Linked DNA regions of Hordeum vulgare: region 2 is linked to region 1. The links are chromatin contacts, called in public Hi-C maps. All regions are on one chromosome and are shown on one strand. Each heading gives the region's core, a stretch centred on a gene start, on an enhancer-like site or on the middle of the called end of the contact. The rest is flanking DNA. Distances are from core to core; before and after follow the strand shown. Region 1 holds the start of LOC123395829 (histone-lysine N-methyltransferase, H3 lysine-9 specific SUVH1-like). Region 2 holds the start of LOC123451872 (protein sym-1).

Evidence for each region. Hi-C and Micro-C count contacts between places; a contact is called where the count stands out from the background.
Region 2: a Hi-C map of leaf shows a contact between it and region 1, with 4 times the contacts expected there. The contact joins the promoter of LOC123451872 here to the promoter of LOC123395829 in region 1. A contact is called at or near these places in 2 of 6 Hi-C or Micro-C datasets (leaf and seedling).

What each region holds. Positions count from the first base shown.
Region 1 is chr5H:311,410,840-311,415,696 of MorexV3_pseudomolecules_assembly, reverse strand. LOC123395829 (histone-lysine N-methyltransferase, H3 lysine-9 specific SUVH1-like) reads right to left here and starts at 3,438. Exons shown (of 2, transcript XM_045090864.1): 1 at 1,238-3,438; 2 at 546-948. The coding sequence starts at 3,438. The coding sequence ends at 1,264. It overlaps TRNAV-CAC (a tRNA gene), which reads left to right and starts at 354; the gene lies at 354-427.
Region 2 is chr5H:311,864,380-311,869,128 of MorexV3_pseudomolecules_assembly, reverse strand. LOC123451872 (protein sym-1) reads right to left here and starts at 2,617. Exons shown (of 8, transcript XM_045128419.1): 1 at 2,311-2,617; 2 at 2,119-2,206; 3 at 1,385-1,479; 4 at 1,222-1,294; 5 at 1,025-1,117; 6 at 851-937; 7 at 616-704. The coding sequence starts at 2,555. The coding sequence ends at 624. LOC123451873 reads left to right here and starts at 2,775. Exons shown (of 4, transcript XM_045128420.1): 1 at 2,775-2,958; 2 at 4,265-4,387. The coding sequence starts at 2,864.

The DNA.
Region 1 (4,857 bases), core at 2,189-4,688:
TATTATTTGAAGCGTCGCGTTGGTAGATACCGACGGTCCGGAGGAAAAGAAGAGAAGGGAGACAAAAGCGCAATCGGATCGCTTCTGATGCAAGTGCATTTGTTAACTTGCATCGCGTGCGTCAACAGACCCTTTTCGCGTGCACGTGTTGATGAGGCTGTAAGGAATCGGACGGCTCGATTGCATCGACGCATCCTCAGAACCATTATTAATCCCGTATTTTATGAGAGGATTGCTTAGCCTCTAGATTAATTATTGATGACACTAACTTTTGATTTGTCGGTGCAGATACCTTTACTCCATCAAACAGAAAATCTGTTAAATAGCCTGATTTAAATTAGTTTGTCACAGTCGTCTGGGTGGTGTAGTTGGTTATCACGTTAGTCTCACACACTAAAGGTCCCCAGTTCGAACCTGGGCTCAGACACTCAAGTTTTTGTTATGAACCATGTGCAAATGCAAATGGTTCATGCATTTGCACATGACACGCTTTTGACATCTGCTGCATGATTTGCACATGCTTTTGGCGGAGCAAAAATCACAGATTTTTCAAAAATCTGATCAAACTTGGCATGCTTCTTCTAAATCAAGAATACCAACCCAAACAAGGTCCTTCCCTTTCTTGCGTTCACAGAAGCAGCAGTTCGCAGCTCAGAGAGTAAAAGAAGCAGCAGCGGCACAACAGTAAAGAACACATGATACTAGATGGTTCATGCTTTTGACATCTGCTGCATGATTTGCACATGACACGCCTGCATATGCAAGATCTACAACACATGATTTTGCATCACAGAAGCCACCAGGCAGACTCTTGGACTTGGCCACCACTGGCATACAAAACACAGAGGACGGCTGCCTACTCTGAATGCTCCCTTGTCCAAAATACAGAGACGCTGGCTACTCCGCCGGACCGCCCAGCCACGGTGTACCATAGAGCAGCATAACAACCTGAAAAAGGAGAACAATACCAGCATCAATTTGGCGGCCAAAGCGCATATAGGATTGCCAAAATCCTGAAGTAGTTTTGATTGAAGACAGATAGTTGCATTGTGTACTACAGTAGTAGTGTGTAGGATACGTTCTTCTCTAGCAAAGACATGAATAATAAATCCATGAACATCAAGAAAGGAGTGATGAAAATACTTATCATGTTACTAGAAAACATGTACTACTTGTAAACATGACTGGAAAACCTACAAGGAACAAAAGGAACAGAGACAATGACATTTTTTTGTACCTTGTTTATGCCCAGCATGTTTTGTCTCAGAAAGAACCTCGACAGTTTGCAGATCCACAGAAGCATGGCTTGAGGTTGCAAACCAGGGGAGATTTCCCCTTGATACCCGGAGGAGCGCCTCTTATGCCATAATCATATGTCAGTTCAGTCATGGGAGGGATATGTTTCATGGCGAAGAACATGATATGCGGATAACTATCATCGGCATGGTCATATTGCACAGCCTGCCAGAGCAGATTCGGGGAGCAGCTGTGCTTGATGAAACGAGCAACGTTGCCTGCATCTTTTGCACTTATGACGACAGGAAGTTTCTTAAACCTCTCGGCTGTGGCATCTGCACCTTTTTCCTCAAGCAACTCTGCACCCAGATTCCATCTTAAAGCCTTGTCACTTGGACATGTTGCGCGAAAGGTGTACTCGTCTTCCTCGACATCCATGTTCATGTTGGGTTCGTCCATGACTTGACCGGCGTACTCGCACACGAATGCGCCGGCACGGATCGGGTCCCATGATCGGAGACCCCATCCACGGTCTCCAGTCCTGAAAACCTCAAAGTTCAGCTGAACACCTTTCTGTGAAACCCTGTTCCGACAATCCTTGGTACAATGGCAGTCACGAGAGCACTCATAAAGCATCGGGACATGCCTCGCAAGCACCCCGTCTAAGTCGTAGGGAATATCGCCGCCATTCTGCCGCGCGCACGAACAATTGGTGTCACCTGGCATGCACACACTAGTACACTCACAGTGGTGCAATGGCTTGTTCCTATTAAGAGGTCTCGAGTGCTTCACTCCGGTAACATACTCGAAGTGGCCCGGCCCCCTTTGGCCGTCGACTTCATTGACAAGGCACACAGGCAGATTTTCAGCCCCTGATGATAGATCCAGCACTATGGCCTTTTCTCTCGTGGCACGGTTCGCCTTCCACTTGTTTGTCATCTTCCAAACTGAAATCCCGTCAGGCTGCCCCGGCTCCCTCCTCAGCCTGTGCTTGAACACACTGAACCCGTTCTTGGCTCTGTCCATCCAGGAGTCCTCGATGCGATACACTCCATCGTAGATGTACACCTTGCCTCCTGAGATGGAGAAAGGGTCCCGTGCACTGCGCACCACCCTGATCTGGTTCTTCTTGCTGGCGCTGTTGCTGAGAGCAAGGTTTCCTTTCTCCAGCTTCTGGTCGTGCTTCTCCTTGCGCCGGCTGTTACCTCCTTGGCCCGTGTACACCAGGGTGTCAGTCTCATCTTCAACGTTCTCGTATCCGCCTGACGAGATGATGCTCACGGCCAGGCTCTCGTCCCTCCCGGCAAACTTAGCTGACAGGTAGTCGATGCCGGCCATCGATGGTGCATGCAGTCCCACGATGCACATCTCAATCCTGTAGAAAAAGATTTCTCCGATTTCGACACCCGGGACGGGCCCTATCGTCTTGAGTTGATTGATCCTCAGGTTGTTATGGTTCATGAGAACACTGGCCTTGAGGTCTGCGCGCCTGCCCAAGCCCTCCTTCTCATCCAGCTGCAGCATCCGGCGCCGGAGCGAGTCGAACATGGCCATGGCCGCTTCCACCGCCTCCCTTGGGTTGTCCGATGTGGAGGGCCAGCCGGCGAGCCCCTTGCTCAGGCTCCTCCTGATCGGTCTATGCTTGATGTTGGCTGCAGTGGAGTCCCCTTTTGTCTTGTGGGTAGCTGCAGTGGAGTCTCCAGCCTGCCGAGCCTTCTTGGTTGTCCTCTTGGGTGAAGATGAAGATGGCTTCCTCTTCTCGGAAGCAGGAGTGTAATCTTCATCCGAGGTTTCCTCCTTGGGCCGCCGCGCGGGAAATGCTGCCGAGATTGGCGTAGCCTTGAGAGGAACTGCAGACCCTGGCCCAGCAAATGAAGCTGGACCTGGCCCAGGGCGTTGTTGTTGTGGTGGTTGTGGTGAGGAGCAGAACCCTGGTGGCGGCCCATCAAATGAAGCTGGAGCTGGCCCAGGGTGTTGTTGTTGTGGTGAGGAGCAGAACCCTGGTGGCGGCCCATCAAATGAAGCTGGAGCCGGCCCAGGGTGTTGTTGTATTGGTGTGATGTAGACGAATGGTGGGTCGGATGATCCAGTGGTCACCACATCATACCCTGGAGGGGTAGGGAACATCGGCGCCAGTGAGTGCAATGGCTTCAGGTCCAGGGGCTGCTCCTCGGTTTCTGCTTCATCGATCAAGCTCCCCATGGTGAACTCCTGGCAGTAAGCAATAAACATGTAAATTCAGAAAACAGTATCATCTTATGAACTGAGAAAACAGGACAAAACTGTATCTTGTGAAGTGAAATGCAGCAACACGGAGACAGAAAACTTGCATATTTTGATCACTACGTTTGTTGGCTGGGTGTAATTAATATGAATGTTTATGCGATGGTGGCAGTGTAAAAATGGCATGTTGACTGACGAGAAGGATTTGCTTGATATCTTTTTTACAATTGTTATTAAAACAAGCGTGACACCGATTGAACAATTGTCCACTGTAATCTTTTCTTTTGAAGAAAAGATAGATAGAGAGAGAATAAATCTGTAAATTCAAGCAATGATAGAGTATGAAGTTTTGAACTGAAAGAACGGGATCCTGTCAAACGCAGCAAGCAGGAACAGAGCAATCTTCTTTTCTATATCGAAACAAAAGAAAGAGAGGAAAACACACTCTTTGTCGAAGTATCCATACCATGTGAATGTAGTACAGATTGTGGTTGTTTTAAGTATTAGACCGGCAGAAAACACATCTATTTCGGCATGCTACGTTGTACGTACGTTCCATCTTCCTTTCCTCCTCGCATATTATGAACCAAAAAGGCCGGCATCGACAGAAAGTAGAAACAAAGTTAAATAAGAGGAACGTTGCTGAACCCAGGAAAGAGTGGCCATTTCTCCACAGGTATGATCATCTAAAACCAAAAGCTGCTAGTACTACCCAAGAACGCCAGAAAAGGAAATCACAACAGAGATTTGCCGGGAGATAGAGACTGACCTTGAGGACGTCGTCGAAGCAGAAGCTCTTCCTCTCTCCACCGAAGCGCTCGCTGGTCTCACTTCTTTGGAGGCCACAGTCTCGTGGTGCGGTGGGGTAAAAAAGGGCACGCCACTTACCTGTGCTACCGCTTGGGGCCCCCCTCCCCTCGGAGAAGCCGTTTCCGTTCTCAGGGCCTACACGTGTGTACTGCCAGGCGGTCGTGTCACCGGTCACGCGTTGGCAAGGCTTGCCTCTTGGGCTTCTGCGCTTTCACTGTCCACCGTTGGACCGGTCTCGAGATCCGTGCTGCTTGAACCAGCTGGAGACGGTTCGACAATGCTCACCGGTGGCAGGTTTATTAACTCCGGTATCGGCCCCTCAATGTCACTTCACTTCACTTCAGCCTGGCAAAAATGTTATTCACTTCAGCGAAAGATCGAAAGTGTGAAATACACAAACTTACACGCTTTAGAACAAGTATAATAGTATAGTCACCTGCTGGCTATAAGTCATTAACATGTCATCTATAGTCCGTCTTATAGCCAACAAGTATAATAGTTTATTATAAAAGTGTATTACTTCTTTATTATATGATCCACCTTTCATACTCACAAAATGACTAAGAGCACGTGCTAGAGCTGGCCCTT
Region 2 (4,749 bases), core at 1,368-3,867, 450 kb before region 1:
AGTCTAAGATGCTGACTGGTGCACAACACATTACCAGTCAAAAGGAAAGGAAGGAAAAAAGGAAAACTCAAATAATGTAAGACCACAAATGCAGTTGCTTCAACCACATCGGCATGAGGTATCATCTGACTTGACCCAACAGATTAAGTTAACGATAAAAAGAAGTCTGTCGTACTAGAGTTTGTGAAACTCCCACGCAATAAATTCTCGGCTAGCTCACAACAAAGCAGTAAAGTCTTAGAGATCACAACAGATGGCCACCTCAACTCAAAAGTGCATTGAATTGCAGTGTCGCCATATACAGTAATCAGGAAAGACACCGTCACAGATATGTTCTTGGAGAAGTCTCTCACATAAAAATTACCATAGAAATTTCATATCAGCCATGGCTAATTTCTCTTGTCAAAGTAGTTTGTTAAACAAAATATTTTCGCCATGCTAACTGGAAATAGTAGGCAGACAAAGTGTAAATTTGTTACTATGTGATGAATTCCCGTATGGTATTAAAAAGAAAGAAAAACATCAATAAGAAATGACTGATAATAACGTTCATGCGAGAGGACTGAAGAACTATAGGAGGTCTGTTACATGTACAGATATAGATTTCAAGATTACCTATTTGACTACTCCGCAATAACCTTCTTATGAGCTTTATATGACAAAATCACGTTCCATGCAAGGGCTACAAAATTAGCGGCAAGAACCTGGAAAAAAAGGGCAGCAGTTAAGTGAGAGCAATACTCAGAGCATGCCAAAACTATATAAAGGGGCAGCAAATAGCTACGCTAATTCATTTTCCATATACTGAACATTGTAGTAAAGACTGTCGAAATGTGCAACTTTTTTGGACCTGGAGCTTCTGTGGGACAAAATAGAAATTCAAAAACTGGAACGGTATCCACAATTGCCAATTCGCGATCAATGAAGAGAACCACTCCTGTAAATGTTGTAAATGTTCTTCATCAGTAAAGGACGCATACGCACTGCCAGGGAAGGGTTTTGAGAGGGTTGATATCCTTTTCACCTGCTTAAGCTTTGGCACTACAAGTGATGGCTTTCCCTCCAAGGTTACGAGTAAGCTCATGAAGACACCAATGAAAACGGGAGAGAAGATGAACTGGCCAGGGAGACAGATTAAAAACAACATGTCAAACAGGAAAGCAATGAACATAAAAAACAAATCAAGAACGTAAAACAGGATATGACGGAAATGATGAAAACCTGGTCAAGTAACAGGCGAGAAATGACACCGGATGTCCCGCTGATTGTCACTAATTTACTCAAATACAAGTACCTGCATAAGGAGACCAATTATCAACCAAACAAGACCATACAGTAATTACTGATCACCATTATTTCTGTAGAATAGACAAGACAAGATTACCAGAAATGCAACGTTGGCCCCACCAGGACAAGCCCCAATAGCGTGAACACAAATGTTCTCTTCAGGTCTAGCTCTGGCACTTTATCAATTACAAGCTTGAACAAAAGAAAAAGTAGATAAAGGATTGTCAATTTACTCAATTACACGTCTGCTCATCCTAAATTTCACATCAAAACTAAGAAGGGATGGTGCTCGTGCATGATCAGAATTACACAAGCACGCATCACGCAGCACAAAGTTTGGGTTTTCTCTTTACTGCTAAACTACATCTGCACTTAACTACAAGTCTACAAGGTGAATGATTCACTGGCAGCAGACATATATGGCATGAAAGGCATGCATGTAGATAATTTACAATACAAGACATACGGCAAAATCGCGATACTGGTACATTCTCGAATGAATAATAGCTCCGGCTTGCATTACCAGACTACATTACTACTGCATACATACATATACTATTCCACCCTGGTTCAGCATGTTTAACAATCAGACTCTTTATTCTTGTGCAATATTACATTGACTGATCTAATTCCTGAAGAATTGTTGACGGTGATGTAATCAATAATCATTCACTAGTGCAAGAAGCCCCAAACAGAACTGAACAAGAGGTCACATCTTGAAACCATAGCTCGGCACTTAACCAACTAACCAGTACCGAACCCATGCTGTATTGCATAATACCACACTCTAACTCTCTAAGGCAGCAAACAATAGCGTTGGCATCGACGAACCTGGCAGATGAGGTCCCCGGCCAGGGTCAGCACAGCAGAAGTGACAGCCTTGGTCGCCACCGGATGCTTGTCAAGAGACAGAAGGTACCTGTCGCGGCCATTTCAACACACCCAGTCTCAGTATTCTACTGAAGCATCAGTACCCACACGGGAAAATTCCCAAGGAATGAAGAAGAGGTCCAACGGAATCACCATGCTACAAGTTGCAAGCCCTTCGCCCGGGCCGCCTCCACTCCTCCAGATGCTGCTGCGGGGGCGGAGCTGCAGCAGGAGGCTGCGTGGAGCGGCTGGAGCCGCGCGAGGCGGCCGCCGCCCTTCCGGGGCTCGACGGCGGCAGGGGCGGTGAACAGGGAGAGGAAGCGGCCCGGTGCAGCGGGCCTCGGGGAGACGATGGGGCGGGGGACGAGGAGGAGCGGGAGCGCGGACACCATCGCCATGGAAGAGAGGATGAGGAGGAGGAGCTTTGGGTTTTGGGAATCGTGCTAGGGTTCTAGAAAATTCCAGAGCCGGAGAGGGGCAGTGAAAGAATAAACTAAACGTGGGCTCATTTGGGCCCATCCGTCTTTCGCGTGAATGAAGTTCGGGCTGTTTCGTCCCCGGCCCGGCCCATTTAGGTGGTCTGCTTGATTGACCTAGCCACGAAGGCGAGAAGGAAACAATCCCGCCACCATCTCGCCGGCATTTCCTCCCACTTGCGGCTGCAGCGGCGGCGGCGGCCACCGCGCCCACCGGTCGTGGAGGCAAGATGTCGTACATGCGAGGCGACCTGCTGACGAAGACGCGGAAACTGGTGAAGGGGCTGGCCAAGCCCGCCCCTGCCTGGTTCAAGGCCATGGAGCAGTCAGTACTCTCTCGATCCCTAGCTCCGCCTCTCCACTTCCGCCATGTTTTTGCTCCGGCCGTTTGATGTTGGTTCGGTGAATTGCGTCGAAATGAGAGATCCAACCTTGGTGATCTACTCATCGCATTTGTCCTCCATATACGGTTGATTGTTAGTACTGTAGTTGGTAAAACTAGGTTTGGTATTCACCACAACATAATCTGTCGGTGGCTCGATATTCTGATTTACTCCCTTACAACCCATAGGAATGATACCATTTCCTTTATCATTTGATTTGTCATGGTTACTTAGATGAAAGAATGCAGAAATGTCCCAATCAATGTAGTCCCATTTCCTAGAGCGAACTTTGCTCTGTTTTGCTTTTCAACCAGACTAGCATGTTTTTCAGAGTTTATTTGCACCTTGTGTGGCAAACCCGCATACATTTTCTATGCAAGCTTCAAACTCCACACCAAAATGTTAAATCTGTGGAATCTTATTTCGGTTATGTTTGATCCAAATATCCTGCAGTTTTTATGTTGATCATTAGCTGTGAGTGGTTTGTGTGAAACACAACGAACTCTACCCTACCCTTTCACCTGGCACATTTGTGGACTGATCACACTATGCAGTGCCATAAGTGTTATTTTACATCATGCACCTTGTCTATAATTTGTTTATCATGGCGCTATTTATCGATGTGCTCCATTTAATAGTTAGGTGAACAGATTTTCTTGGCTTGATTGTTGTCTTCCTTCATGATCTTCATGAAATATCCTACCTGGGGAAGGCAGAAGATATTTGTGGCTGAAGGATTCCTACATTAAGTTTGTCTCATTGGGTCCAATTGCTGTTTGCTGTAAACTTGAATATTTGTGAACTGGAGATGCTTGTCTTAGAGGGTGCTTGGATACGTTTTAGTCCCATGACTAAAAGTAGTGGGACTAAAACTTGCTAGCCTCACCCATGCTTGGATCCAAATACTAAAGAGACTAAAATCAAGTTAATGAGCATTTATTATCCTCCAAACCCTCCAATCCAGAACTCGCCTGTGTTAAAGGAGAGGAGTTAAATGAGGAGAGAGAGGACTAATCCACATTTTAGTAGGGGTACCCCTGACTAAATTTTTTTAGTCTCAAGACTAGTTTTAGCCCCTCTTTAGTCAGGGTGCTTGGAACTTTAGCCTCTTAAAGAGACTATTTTTAGTCAGACTAGTTTTAGTCCCTTGGATCCAAGCACCCTCTTATTCTTCTATGTGCTAATTCTCTTTATATTATATTCAATGTTGCTTGCTTTTTCTTTGAAACGCTGTTGCTTTTTTATTAGGGCACCTCCAGTCACATTCCCTAGAACCGATGGTAAAATCGAGAAGATAGAATTGCCTGAGGATGTCTATGTCAAGAGGTTCTTCAGAAGGCATCCAGATTCACTCTACCATGATGCCGTAAAGTAATTTTCTTGTTATAACTATCGTTGCAATTATGACTGTAAAGTATACAAGTTTTATGTGGCTCCAGAATTGCGGATGTGAATGTGTTTGGCCTTTTCTCCATTTTGTTTACAATTCCTTTTGTGAGGTTAATGAGGAATCATTTCAAATGTTACATATTACCTCCGTTTGGAAATAAGTGGTGTGATTTTAGTTCAAATTTGAACTAAACCCACGCAAATTGGAGTAGTTATTTTGAAACTTGATGCTCACCTTATTTTTCCTTTGAACTGGTTAATACAACTACATAATGGATGCGTTAGTCGTCAAAAGCTTTTGTTTGAAGGAGCTACAATTCTACATGTACAGACTAACAACTCCC